2 separate regions of the Mus musculus genome follow, and region 2 is linked to region 1. A link is a contact called in public HiChIP or PLAC-seq data. All regions are on one chromosome and are shown on one strand. The core of a region is the stretch at or near the end of the contact, and the rest is flanking DNA. Distances in the headings are between cores, read along the strand shown. Region 1 holds the start of A230077H06Rik (RIKEN cDNA A230077H06 gene). Region 2 has its middle 120 kb from the start of Gm38996.

Region 1 (5,476 bases), core at 1,501-4,000:
GAAACCTCTGACCTGTCTTTGACAAGGATACTTTCTGCAGGTGAGCTGGGGTTTGACATGCCTGAGGTGTGGCATGGCGAAGGGTACCAAATACATTAGGATTCCTGCAGTGCGCCAAGAGAAAAGTAGGTTTCCTGGCTAAAACCATTTGGCTGAGGAGTGGCTGCCCCATACACACCTGTCTGCTTGGGAGAGTGGGGATGCTGGACAGCCAAGGGGACCTCATCATTTCCTCTAAATTCTCCACTTGGAACCGAACACTGGATGGAAGGTCCAACATCATGAAGGCCTTGACAGTCTGGTATGTGGATACGTGCCAGAGGAGGATGAGAACAGGAACACTGAGTGGGATTCTGGGGACACTGTAGGTAGGTGGGTGTGTAAATGATGGTGTGAGCTATGGGGCAGGTTGTAAAGTATTCCAGCCACTGAGGGTGGAGCTGTTTCTCAGACCCTATGGAAGCTAGAGGTGAGTGACCTGCTGGCTACCATGCTCTAGTACCCTCTTCTCTACCACATAAACACAATCTGAAGGAGCTGAACTCCTTGGCCCTGGGACCCCAGAGTGGCAGAAGAGAGCCTGCCAGAATCAAGTGATCTGCTTTTTTTCTCACGCTAGCACCCATCAGAGTATAGTCCCAAAGCTAGCTTGCATGAGCAGGAAAATTGGGCCAGGTGTGTGTAGGTTTTCAGGGGCTGGGCGAGAAGGGGAAAGAGTGATAAAGAACCTATAGCATCCGGGGACATCCGTTTACTTTGTCAATACTGTGGAGATACAGAGGACGGGAGGTGGCTGAGCGACAGGGCAGCGCCCTGTGGAGGTACCCCTCACTTCCACTGGAAGAAGTCGGGTAAGCACGGGTGCAGCGAAGGGCAGCGGATTACCTTGCTCCGGGCGCCCGGCACGCTGAGCGCCAGCTCGTGTAACAGCTCCCGGGGAGGCTCCTTGAGGTACCACCACTGAATCTCCAGCGAGTAAGAGGTGGCTCCGCTGGCCCGGAACGCGCAGGGCATTTCGATATCGTCACCCTCTCGCACGGTTACATCTTTGGGGACTTCGGTGAATGTAGCTGGGGGCGGGAGAGAGAGGCGTGACCAGGGGATAGGCGAGGTGGGGGTAGGGTTGGGAGAGCTTGGGGCTACCCGAGGCTGAGGCGGTCGGTCTCCTGCTACCGGGCCTTGGGCTCACCCACACTCCTGTCCCCAGCTACTAAGTGACCCTGGGCGAGAGGCTCCAGCAAAGTTCAGGGAGCAGCTGCAAAGGTGGCAGCGGGGGTCCGCCACTTGCTGCAGGCTACTCCCCTCCAGGTCGTGCAGGGTTTAGGGGAGGTAGGGCCGTATCACTGGAGCTGGGCTGGGAAGCGCCAACTCTGGCTTGCTGCAGGCCTCCTCTGCTTAGCGGGGACTGGGTGAAAGGACTCCCTAAGCGGACGCCACAGCTGCAGAGACCCTCTTCTGCGCTCGTGCTCCTACCCACTCCCAGCCTGGGTTGCACACCCGAATTGCTGGAGACCGTAAAGCCTGCCGCTTCCTTTCCTCCTCCGCGGTGGCCAGCGGGCAGACTTCCGTGGCCTTAGCAAAGGGTCCCCTGAGCCCATCGCGGCCGCGAAGTTCCCGCGCTCACCGTCGGCCACGAAGAGCAGCAGGCTGTGCAGTAGCAGAGGTAGCAGGTATCCGAGGGCGCCGAGCCGGTTCCGCTGTTCCATCTCCCGCAGGGTTGCGGCGGCGGCGGGGGCCCGGCGCGGAGAGGCGGCGGCGGCGGCAGCTTGGGCTCGGCTCCGGCTCGAGCTCCGGCTAGGACGCCTCGGAGCCTGCCATGGCCCCGCACGGCGCCCCCTCCCCTGGCCGCCGGCGGCCGCCAATCAGCCCAGCTTCCTTGCCGGCTGGCCCGGCGCGGCTCCGGCGGGGGGCGCTACGCGGGGGACGCAGGAGACGAGGTCCCTCCAGGAGGATCCTTCGGTCTGTACCTCCTTCAGTCCGGTGCTCCACAGGAGAATAGGGATCCGCAGTTCAGACTCTGGCGGGCGGGCCAGGAAACTGCCGGACTGCGCCAGGATCCATCCTTGGAGAAGGGAGTGAGTGCCTGTAAGGCACCAACGTCTGCCTCCTGGTCTCCTTCTGGCTGGGCTCCCGACTGCCACCTCCTCCGACTCCCGGGGAGCTCTCCCGCCGCCGCCCCCGCTGGTTTCTCCACCGCTCACTCTTCAAGGCGAGTGGGCGCTCAGCCGCGGCGTGCAGACCTGGCGTCCGACCGTAGCGCAGCGCGGGGAGAGCGGGTCCAGCGTGGCCGACCCGCAGCCCGAGAGAGGCGGGGAAAGGGGGGAGGGGAGAGGAATGGAGGGGGCGGTCAGTGGCTGGGTGGCGAGCAGCCTCCTCCACAGCATCACCCCCGCCCTCCTCTCGGAGTCCGCCCCGCCCCTACCCCGTCGTCCCCCACCTCCCGCCCCCGCCGCGGGGTCATTCGTAGCGACCACCATCTCTCTAGCTGCAGCGCAACCCCACCCCGCGTCTGCTTTGCTTAGGGGGTCCTCCCACCCAAACTCCTGGCTTCTTCCCAGTGTCCATCTCTGGAGACAGCTGCTCCACCCTGCTTTCTGTGTGTCCCCCACCCTCTCCGCAGCCCCCAGTGTCTCCAACTCCTTACCCAGGTTTGGACCACGAGCCACGCCACTCTTTGGCCCAGACCCGGGCCATGGCGGGTGGGTGGGCTCCAGGGGAATGCAAGAAGGGAGGAGTGCTATGTCCGGCCAGCAGCAAGACCAAGTGACAGTGAAGACTAGGAGTCCGCAGTGTGGGAACAAGAACTGAGCGTCCAGCGCCGGGCGAGCAGGTGCCTGTGGCGCGGAGCGCACCAGGGAGCCAGCAGGCAGTGGCCGTGAGTGACAGCAGAGGTGGTGCGGGTGGGGTGAAATGGGGAGCGCCGGGCACGACTCAGGGCTCAGGAGGTTTCTGGGTGGGGACCGTCTTCCTGCCCAGAGAGAGGGCTAGTCCCTGTGTCCTTGCAAGCAAGCTCTTCCTGGCCATTTCCCACTCTGTACCCAAAGCAAAGGGGATCCTCCAGCCCCCGGGTGGAAGCAGGCAGAGGTGGAGTACACGTTCCAGAGCCCATCCTCCACGCTTGCATCTTCTGTATCCCTGAACCTTCCCTGGCCTTCACCTAGAATGGGTCATATCTTTTAGCCACCTAGAGAGTTCAGTCTGCCTTCCTAAGGGGTGTGTGGGTGGATGAGATAGTTCAGTCCAGGCACAAGGGCTTGGGAGAGCCATAGAGCTCTCCTTGGGTCTCTCTCTTCCTCAAGGGATCCCCCAGCTAGTGGTCTGGTCTGGTCTCATTACTTGGCTTTATCTTAACTTATGGAGGCACATCCCAGTGAACTTCCCCTGAATGCTAGAGCTCTCCAAGTATCTCTGACAATGAGCTACTGGTTAGTGAAGACAGAAGACCAAAAAGGAAATAATTTCCCAGTGGCCACCCTTGTCTAAGACAACAGGAACACAGTTCCAGAGAAGAAGCTGGTAGCTCTTTGTAAGCTTTCCCCTCACCAGTGAGGACCACGGGCACTGCATTCTTCTGCCCCTCCTCTTCCTTATGTGGCCAATGGGTCATTTTCACCCTGTGGTCACTCGCTGATGCTCTGTGAGCAGAAAGCCTTGTAGACCTTTCATTCAGGGTCCCCATTGCCTGTTCCCTCTACATATATGTATACATACTTTGGCCTGCCTCCCCCTGAACATTCCACCACTCTTTAGAAACCACCATAGGTCTGTGAATGCAAGACCTTGCAGGTCTCTTGCCGTCCTCAGCTTTTGAAGGGAGGGGGCAGACTTGCATCGTGCTACACAGGAGGACCATGGCAGGTTTCTAAGGGAGCAGTTGGAGAATTGATTCCAAGCAGGGATATGATGACATGAGCTATCCCACTGTGCATTGGCTTGTTTGGAGAGGCAGTGAGTTTCTCTCCCAGTACCAGATTCAATCAAGGACTGATGGCCAGTGACCAGGCTTGCTGGAGGGATGCCAGCAGCTACAGGGAGGTACGCTTTGGTCACTCTGAAGGTCTGTGGATTCTTTCCACCCGTTCTGTCTGGTGGGGATTTTTTTGCCTGTGTCATACGTTGGTGTTACTGTCGTAGTAGAATAATAGTAATAGCTGCTTGACATCGTGTGCGTGTCACATAGCAGACACTGGGTGCACACTTTCTATGCATCAGTTCTCAACATGACAGCTAAGAGGTCCTTATCAAACCTATAAGACCACCCTCTCCTACTCAGAAGCCTACAGTGGCTCCCGCTCCAGTCAGTACAAATACCAGGGGACTCCCAAGGTCAACTGATTGCCTTCTTCATCTTTACCTTTCCCTCCCTTCTATCCTTCCCCTGGCTCCTCTCTGGACAAGATCCTCCCTCCTGCAGTGCAACACACTAGGCCCACCCTAGGGCCTTTGCATCAGCTACGCTATCTGGCTAAGATATACCTCTTCCTAATATTCATGCTCTGATTTTTGTAAGGAGGACACTTTCTTAGCTAGGCTCACCTACCTCTAACTGATGTTTAACTCTGCAGTCTGGAGCTCCCTCCCTCAGGGCTCCCTGTTTGTCTTTATGTCCCTTTCCTTGGAAGTAATCACCTTCCGTAATACGATTCAATGTCTTTTACTTATTGTCGTCCTTGGTTAATGTCTGCAAAGCTTTTGTCTACATTGGTCACTGGGGCGTCTCTGGCTTTCAGCACAGGGATAGCTAGATGAGGTGGTTTCGGTGCATGTTTGGGGCGAGGTAGTTAAGGCTCAGAGAACTTGTGGAACTTTCCTAAAATCACACAACTGGCCAAGTCAACCTAGGTCTTTCTTACTTTGGGTTATTTTTTCTTCTCCCTTCTCTTTTTCATTCCTTTTTTTTTCTTTCCAACATATACAACCATCTTCCACATCAAGAAAACCTAGAGCTCCTGAAAAAGAGCAGAGCTGACCTATTCAGCTCTGTGTTAATAGAAGCTGCTTGCCTGCCCAGGTAGATGGAGGACAGAATATGACCTTCCTCACTACCTTTAACATACAGGTGTGCTAGAGTCAAGAATGAACACCTTCAGTAGCCAAGAGTGGCTCTTGGCCGCCTTTGCTGGAGTTTCCTAGTGATAGGCAGGAGCTCTGGGATTCCTACCTTGTTCTGGCCTGGCTACTACCTCTGAAAAGAGAGCCAGATTTTTTCCTTACCTGTCCTTGGTGGGCCAGAGTGCTAATGCAGGCTCCTGTGTGTTCTCTAAGGGGGGGGTGCTTCTCTCTAGGGACACAGCAATTTAGCCCTACCCACTGCAAATATCCCTCCAGCACCTGCAGAGATGCCTTGCTAGCATGCACACTGTTTGTATGAGGGGCATGGTTTCCTGTTACGGATGATGGATCTGTGAGAGCATTTTATGAACGTTCAGTTCCCCACCATGATTGTTCACTGGTGGGGTGGAGAACTGCAGACTCC
Region 2 (5,476 bases), core at 1,223-3,722, 720 kb after region 1:
TTTATACTTCTATGGGACACCCCTTCTTCAGAGAAGGTTGGAAAATAAGGTTTGATCTGAAAAATCAAAATAAGCTGCCACATATAATCTTATTGCTATGACATCAATATCCACCTGCTGTAATATACATATTAGGTAGCTATTGCCACAACAACAACAACAACAAAATCTATGTGAGACATTAAGCAAATTCTGTTGCTTAAAATAGCATTCATTGATTATATAGATTAGAGGCTCTTAGACTGTTGATCACAACCCCTTTGGAGTCACTTATAAGATATCCTGCATATTAGATATGTAATTCATGCCAGGAGCAAAATTATAGTTATGAGTAGCAATGAAATAATTTTATAGTTAGGAGTCATCACACATGATGGATTGAATTAAAGGGTCACAGCATTTAGAAGGTAAAGAACCATTGATATAGATGCAAGGATGTGTGGATGTAGTTAAGGAATGAAATCATGGAATAGTTTAGAACAAAAGGAAGCCCAGACTTGAATTCTCTACTTGTTCTTCTTTCCTTCTGTTCTCCATCTAACTGTAATTTCTACTCCATAGCATCATGTCTGTTGTCTTCTGGTGTGTGTATGTGTGTGTGTGTGTGTGTGTGTGTGTGTGTGTGTGTGTGTGTGTGTGTGTGTGTGTGTGAAAGCGAGAGAGAGAGAGAGAGAGAGAGAGAGAGAGGGTCTCTATACTGTTGTCTGCCTGTGTTGCCTGCTGTTAACAAAATGCTTTGTCTATATTTATTGAACAGCACAAACAATAAAGTATGAGAATGGAATGAAAGATGCTTTTCTACAAAAATCCTTAACAGAGTTTTACAGGAAAATAAGTTATTTTATTGACCCAGAATAGCACTCAACAAAACCACACACAGATGTTATCAACTTATATCCACAAGTGGCTTCCAACATTTATGAAATATTAGTTGTGTAAGGTTTATTTCAACTGTTGACTATTTTCACCATATGATTTTCACAACACACACATGTACACATACATTCTTATGGGTCAATGGCATATAGGAATACATAGCTCAGGATTAAAGCTATACATTTACCTTAGGTTGTAAAAGCTTACTAAATGTAAAACCCAAGGCAGAGTATGGTTGGATACATTGTTTTTAAAGGTGGATTAACTTAAACAGGCTGAGTCCAGAGTAGGACAGAAAATTGAAATTTAGTTTTAAATGATCTCAAGGTGTATTATTAACTTGCTTGCAAAGTCTAGCAAAGGCTCAGTCTCTTCAAAGTCAAGAGGTATGTTCAGAACAAAATGGTTTGCTGAGTTCTTTGGAGATGCCTCTGCTCTTTGTTTCATAGTCTTCAGAAACAAGTAGATTATCCATATTCCTTCTTCACAGCAGTTGACAGAGAGCCAAGGAAGAAGAGCCATTTACACAAGTGCTGTTGAAGCCCTTTTTGGATCGTATCCATCAGCATCCTGATGGTTTAAGCAAATCATGCAGCTAAACAGAATCAAGAGGTAGAAAAGTATCCCTGGGTCCTAGTCAAAGGACACTGCGAAGGTCCAGACAAAGCATAGAATCCTGGGATTCTATAAATCCCAGGAATAAAGACGCTCCTTTTGTAGTGTCAAAATCCTCCAGTTCTAGAGACTTCTCTTTTATATACTTTGTCACAAACATATATGGCTGTGTTTGAGGTTTTTTTTTCTCCTCAGAAAGGCCTTAAGACCTGCAACCTGGGCTTCAGCTGTATTGCAACATCCTGCATGAGGAGTAGAGACATTTTGGACAATTGGAAGATAAAATGGGGCCCACCTCTTCTTTTTCTGATAATCAGCGATGTTTATTATGAATGTTATATGTATCGCTAATTTATATATATACATATATGCATATATATATACATACATACATATATCATATATATACACATATAATATATGACATATACTCCCAGAACATTAAGGAGCAACAGAGAGTCTAATCCTTGTCAACCAAGCAGCTATATCTAACATCACCTCTAACTCTTACTCTCTGGTACTTATCTCTTGGACAGTCATGTTTATTGCTTTTCATTAATTTGAAACTGCCCCTCACCATCTTCCTTCATGCTTTGAAACAGTGTTTATTTAATGAATCGACAGCATTACCTGAGGTTAGATATAAACTTTTAATGGTCCCTTTCCTCCCATGAAGAGTTAGAGAGGATTTAAACAATGCCTAACAAATGTGCTTTGGAAATCTACTATATAAAAGCAAATGGCTTGAGTTTTCTTTTATTTTAATTACATGACTTGGTAAGTAAAGTAGTGATTCAAGGCCAGAGTTTCCAGGCTGACCTTACACGCTTCTCCTGCAATTTGCAGCTAATAGTCCCTTTGTGCTATTAAAGGGAACATGTCATCTAGAGATTTTTCTATAAATGATATACACTGCATGTTAGAGACTTGTCTTCTACTGGGTAAATTTCATCATTATAGGGCTGCCTTCCAACTCCTCAACACTTGGGATCAAGGTCCAGTTTCAGATGATAAGCACAGATACACCCAAGTGGTCCTTGGCAAACAGCGCTTCACATCTGCCTACAGAAAGAGCTGTTAAAAGCAAAGGCTGTTTTCAGGTGCAGCCAGTTGTTGTAGTGAATAAGAATGCCCCCCCCCCCCAGGCTCATGTATTTGAATGCTTAGGGAATGGCACTAATTGAAAGAATTAGGCTGTCTGCCTTTGTTGGAGTAGGCTTTGTTGGGGGTGGGCCTGGCCTATTTGGAATAAGTGTGTCACTGGGGTTGGCATTTGGTATTTCAGAATCCCAAGTCAAGCCCAGTGGCTTTCTCTTCCTGCTGCAGCCTGCTGATCTAGATGTAGAACTCTCAGCTAATTCTCTAGTATCATGTTTGCCTGTGTGCTGCCATGCTTCCCAGGGGGTTGAGAATGGGTAAAACGTCTGAAACTGTGACCAAGGCCCAATTAAATGCTTTCATTTATAAAAGCTGCTCTGGTCATGGCGTCTCCTCACAGCAATAGAACGCTAACTAAGGCACACCATTTCTTGGGTGTATTGGGGAGTTGTACAGAGTAGGCTGAGGAGCAAGCTCAGCTGTTTTTCATTAAGGATGAGCTGGAGTCTCAGTCTGGGTTTGATCTACTTACTGCAGCTGTCAGGAGGACTAAGTAAGATGTGGTGTTTAAAAGGCTTGGCATATGGAAGTAAGTGCTGAAAAAATTAGTTGTCCTAATTATGAGTTACGTCGTGCCCAGCTTCTAAACGGAACCAAAGTCAAGCTTATGTTTTCTTCTCTTCACTCCCAACTGTCCTCTGAAACTCAACACTTTCTTTCACCCCACATTAAAGGTATCATGAAACCTAATCCTCCAGTGTATACTCTAAGTGTATACTGCATTTACAAGTCTGAATTAAGCATTTTTCCAGGAACACGCTGCAGGGAACTCCGCCTAGAAACAGCAAATGTGTTGAGTATCCTCGGACTCTCTTTCACCCTGAGGTTGGTGACCAGCATGAATGCTCTGAACTCATTTACCCATCTTTGAAACACTGTTACTATTTTCCTGGGCCACTCAGAAAGGCGTGGCTATTCAGCACAGAATGAAATGAAAGAGAGTGGTTCTGGGTGAGGTCCATCCATGCTATCTTTGCCTTGCCTACCATTTTCTCCAGAATTGTTTCCTGCTCCCCAGGTCACGGCATAAATCCAGTCAGTAGGACCTGAGGCTTCCCAAGGTGCCCTATTTCTCTCACATTACATTAAGTATGCCACTTACTTTCAAAAGATCCCTACCTGGGTGTGCCTTATGTAGAAGACAAGAGTAAGCCAGAAAGGGTTTTGCCAAAAAGTAAGTGACTGCAAGAATCATGGCAAAATTTTGCAGAAATAAATAAACAAAAGTAAGTGATGCCTCGTGATCTTCTTTATTTATGATGAAGAATAATAAAAGTGTAACTATGAACCCAATGATATTGTCAACCTCTTGTGTTGAAGGACTGTATTCATACTCTGGCCCTCCTATTACTGACTTATGTGGTTTTGGTAAGGTAACTTTTCTAAGTGTAGATTTCATCCATTACAAAACCGATCCATTAAAAGCCAGTCCCATTCATGTAGTTATTAAGACTATAAAACCAACAGATTTTAAAGTCATAGCACCAGGGCTGTTGTAGCACTTTATTCAGATGGGCTTTCCCCCCACACCCCCAAAGCTCTAAGTGAGTGGAATCTGAGGCAGGGTCAGTGTTCAGGGGTCTTCTGGTTCATGCTGTTGGACAGGGAAAGGCTAATAATGTATGCTGGGCATTGCCATCTCTTCCCAAGACTTCCTACTCCCAAGAAAGACTAAGAACGTGTTCTTTATTTAAGAAAATGCACTGTAAGATCTAGCTGTGTAAACCTACTCCAAATAGCTCTTCTTTCTTGGACACATAGATAGGCATATTCACTGGGATATGCTCTCATGTTTCTATGCTTACTGATCCCTTGTGAGGTGCCACCACCCAGCTCTCAAAAGGCTTGGATAGAACTCAAGTTATTTGTTTTAAATGCACAGACCTTTCAATTTGATCTTACAGAATTATTCTTTCAAATTTCAGCCAGACACATTTTAGTAAGTGTAGTGACTAGCTTTGTGTCAACTTGACACAGGTATGAGTTACCACAGAGAAAGGAGCTTCAGTTGGGGAAATGTCTCCACAAGATCCAGCTGTCAGGTATTTTCTCAACATGTGATCAAGGGGGGAGGTCCCCTTGTGGGTGGTGCCATCTCTGGGCTGATAGTCTTGGTTCTATAAGAGAGCATGCTGAGCAAGCCAGGGGAAGCAAGTCAGTAAAGAACATCCCTCCATGGCCTCTGCATCGGCTCCTGCTTCCTGACCTGCTTGAGTTCCAGTCCTGACTTCCTTGGTGATGAACAGCAGTGTAGAAGTGTAAGCCGAATAAACCCTTTCCTCCCCAACTTGCTTCTTGGTCATGATGTTTGTGCAGGAATAGAAACCCTGACTAAGACAGTAAGATATATTGATGTTATAGAAGGAACAATGATGTAAGCATTTCTCAATGTTGGACTAAAATAGAATGCATCCTGAAGAATTTGGGTGTGATGACTTGTTCAGCATACTGATTGGCAATGTGTCTGGTAATGTAACCCTGCTGAGTGATGGTTTCTTTACTCATAAAATAAGAACAGAAAAAGTCTCATCCATTCATATCTTTAAGGAAACAACCTACCAAAAATGTTGGTAAGGATAGGGTGGAACATCATATCTTGTTGGTGGAAATATAAATCATTCAAGACTCCAGTATGGGTACCCAAACACATCTAAGTCAACATACAATAGTGATACCAGTATGTCCGTATTTATAGAAATACTAGTCACATGGTCCAACTCATGAGATCAGCCTAAATACCCAGCAACAGATTAATAGATAAAGAAAATAAGGTGTAGATGAACAATAAAGTTTGCTTCAACCATAGAGAACAAAATTTTGTCATTTG

Evidence for each region. HiChIP or PLAC-seq counts read pairs in DNA pulled down with a chosen protein or histone mark.
Region 2: an H3K4me3 HiChIP or PLAC-seq map of neural tube shows a contact between it and region 1, with 6 times the contacts expected there. The contact joins the enhancer-like site here to the promoter of A230077H06Rik in region 1. A contact is called at or near these places in 2 of 39 promoter capture datasets (hippocampal neurons and liver), 5 of 115 datasets of contacts at active chromatin or transcription factors (astrocytes, embryonic hindbrain, forebrain and 2 more) and 1 of 9 other capture datasets (embryonic stem cells).

The regions. Positions count from the first base shown.
Region 1 is chr7:40,895,598-40,901,073 of GRCm38.p6, reverse strand. It overlaps A230077H06Rik (RIKEN cDNA A230077H06 gene), which reads left to right and starts at 2,750. Exons shown (of 5, transcript NR_040329.1): 1 at 2,750-2,875. It overlaps Vstm2b (V-set and transmembrane domain containing 2B), which reads right to left and starts at 1,796. Exons shown (of 5, transcript NM_021387.3): 1 at 1,625-1,796; 2 at 886-1,070. The coding sequence starts at 1,706.
Region 2 is chr7:40,174,782-40,180,257 of GRCm38.p6, reverse strand. No RefSeq gene overlaps it. Among named protein-coding and RNA genes, the nearest start is that of Gm38996, 120 kb to the left of the region's middle. Within about 2 kb of position 2,472, at least 2 of the 459 cell types and tissues checked have an H3K27ac peak or open chromatin away from gene starts, as enhancers often do. A contact at or near this core is called in neural tube, where this site is marked.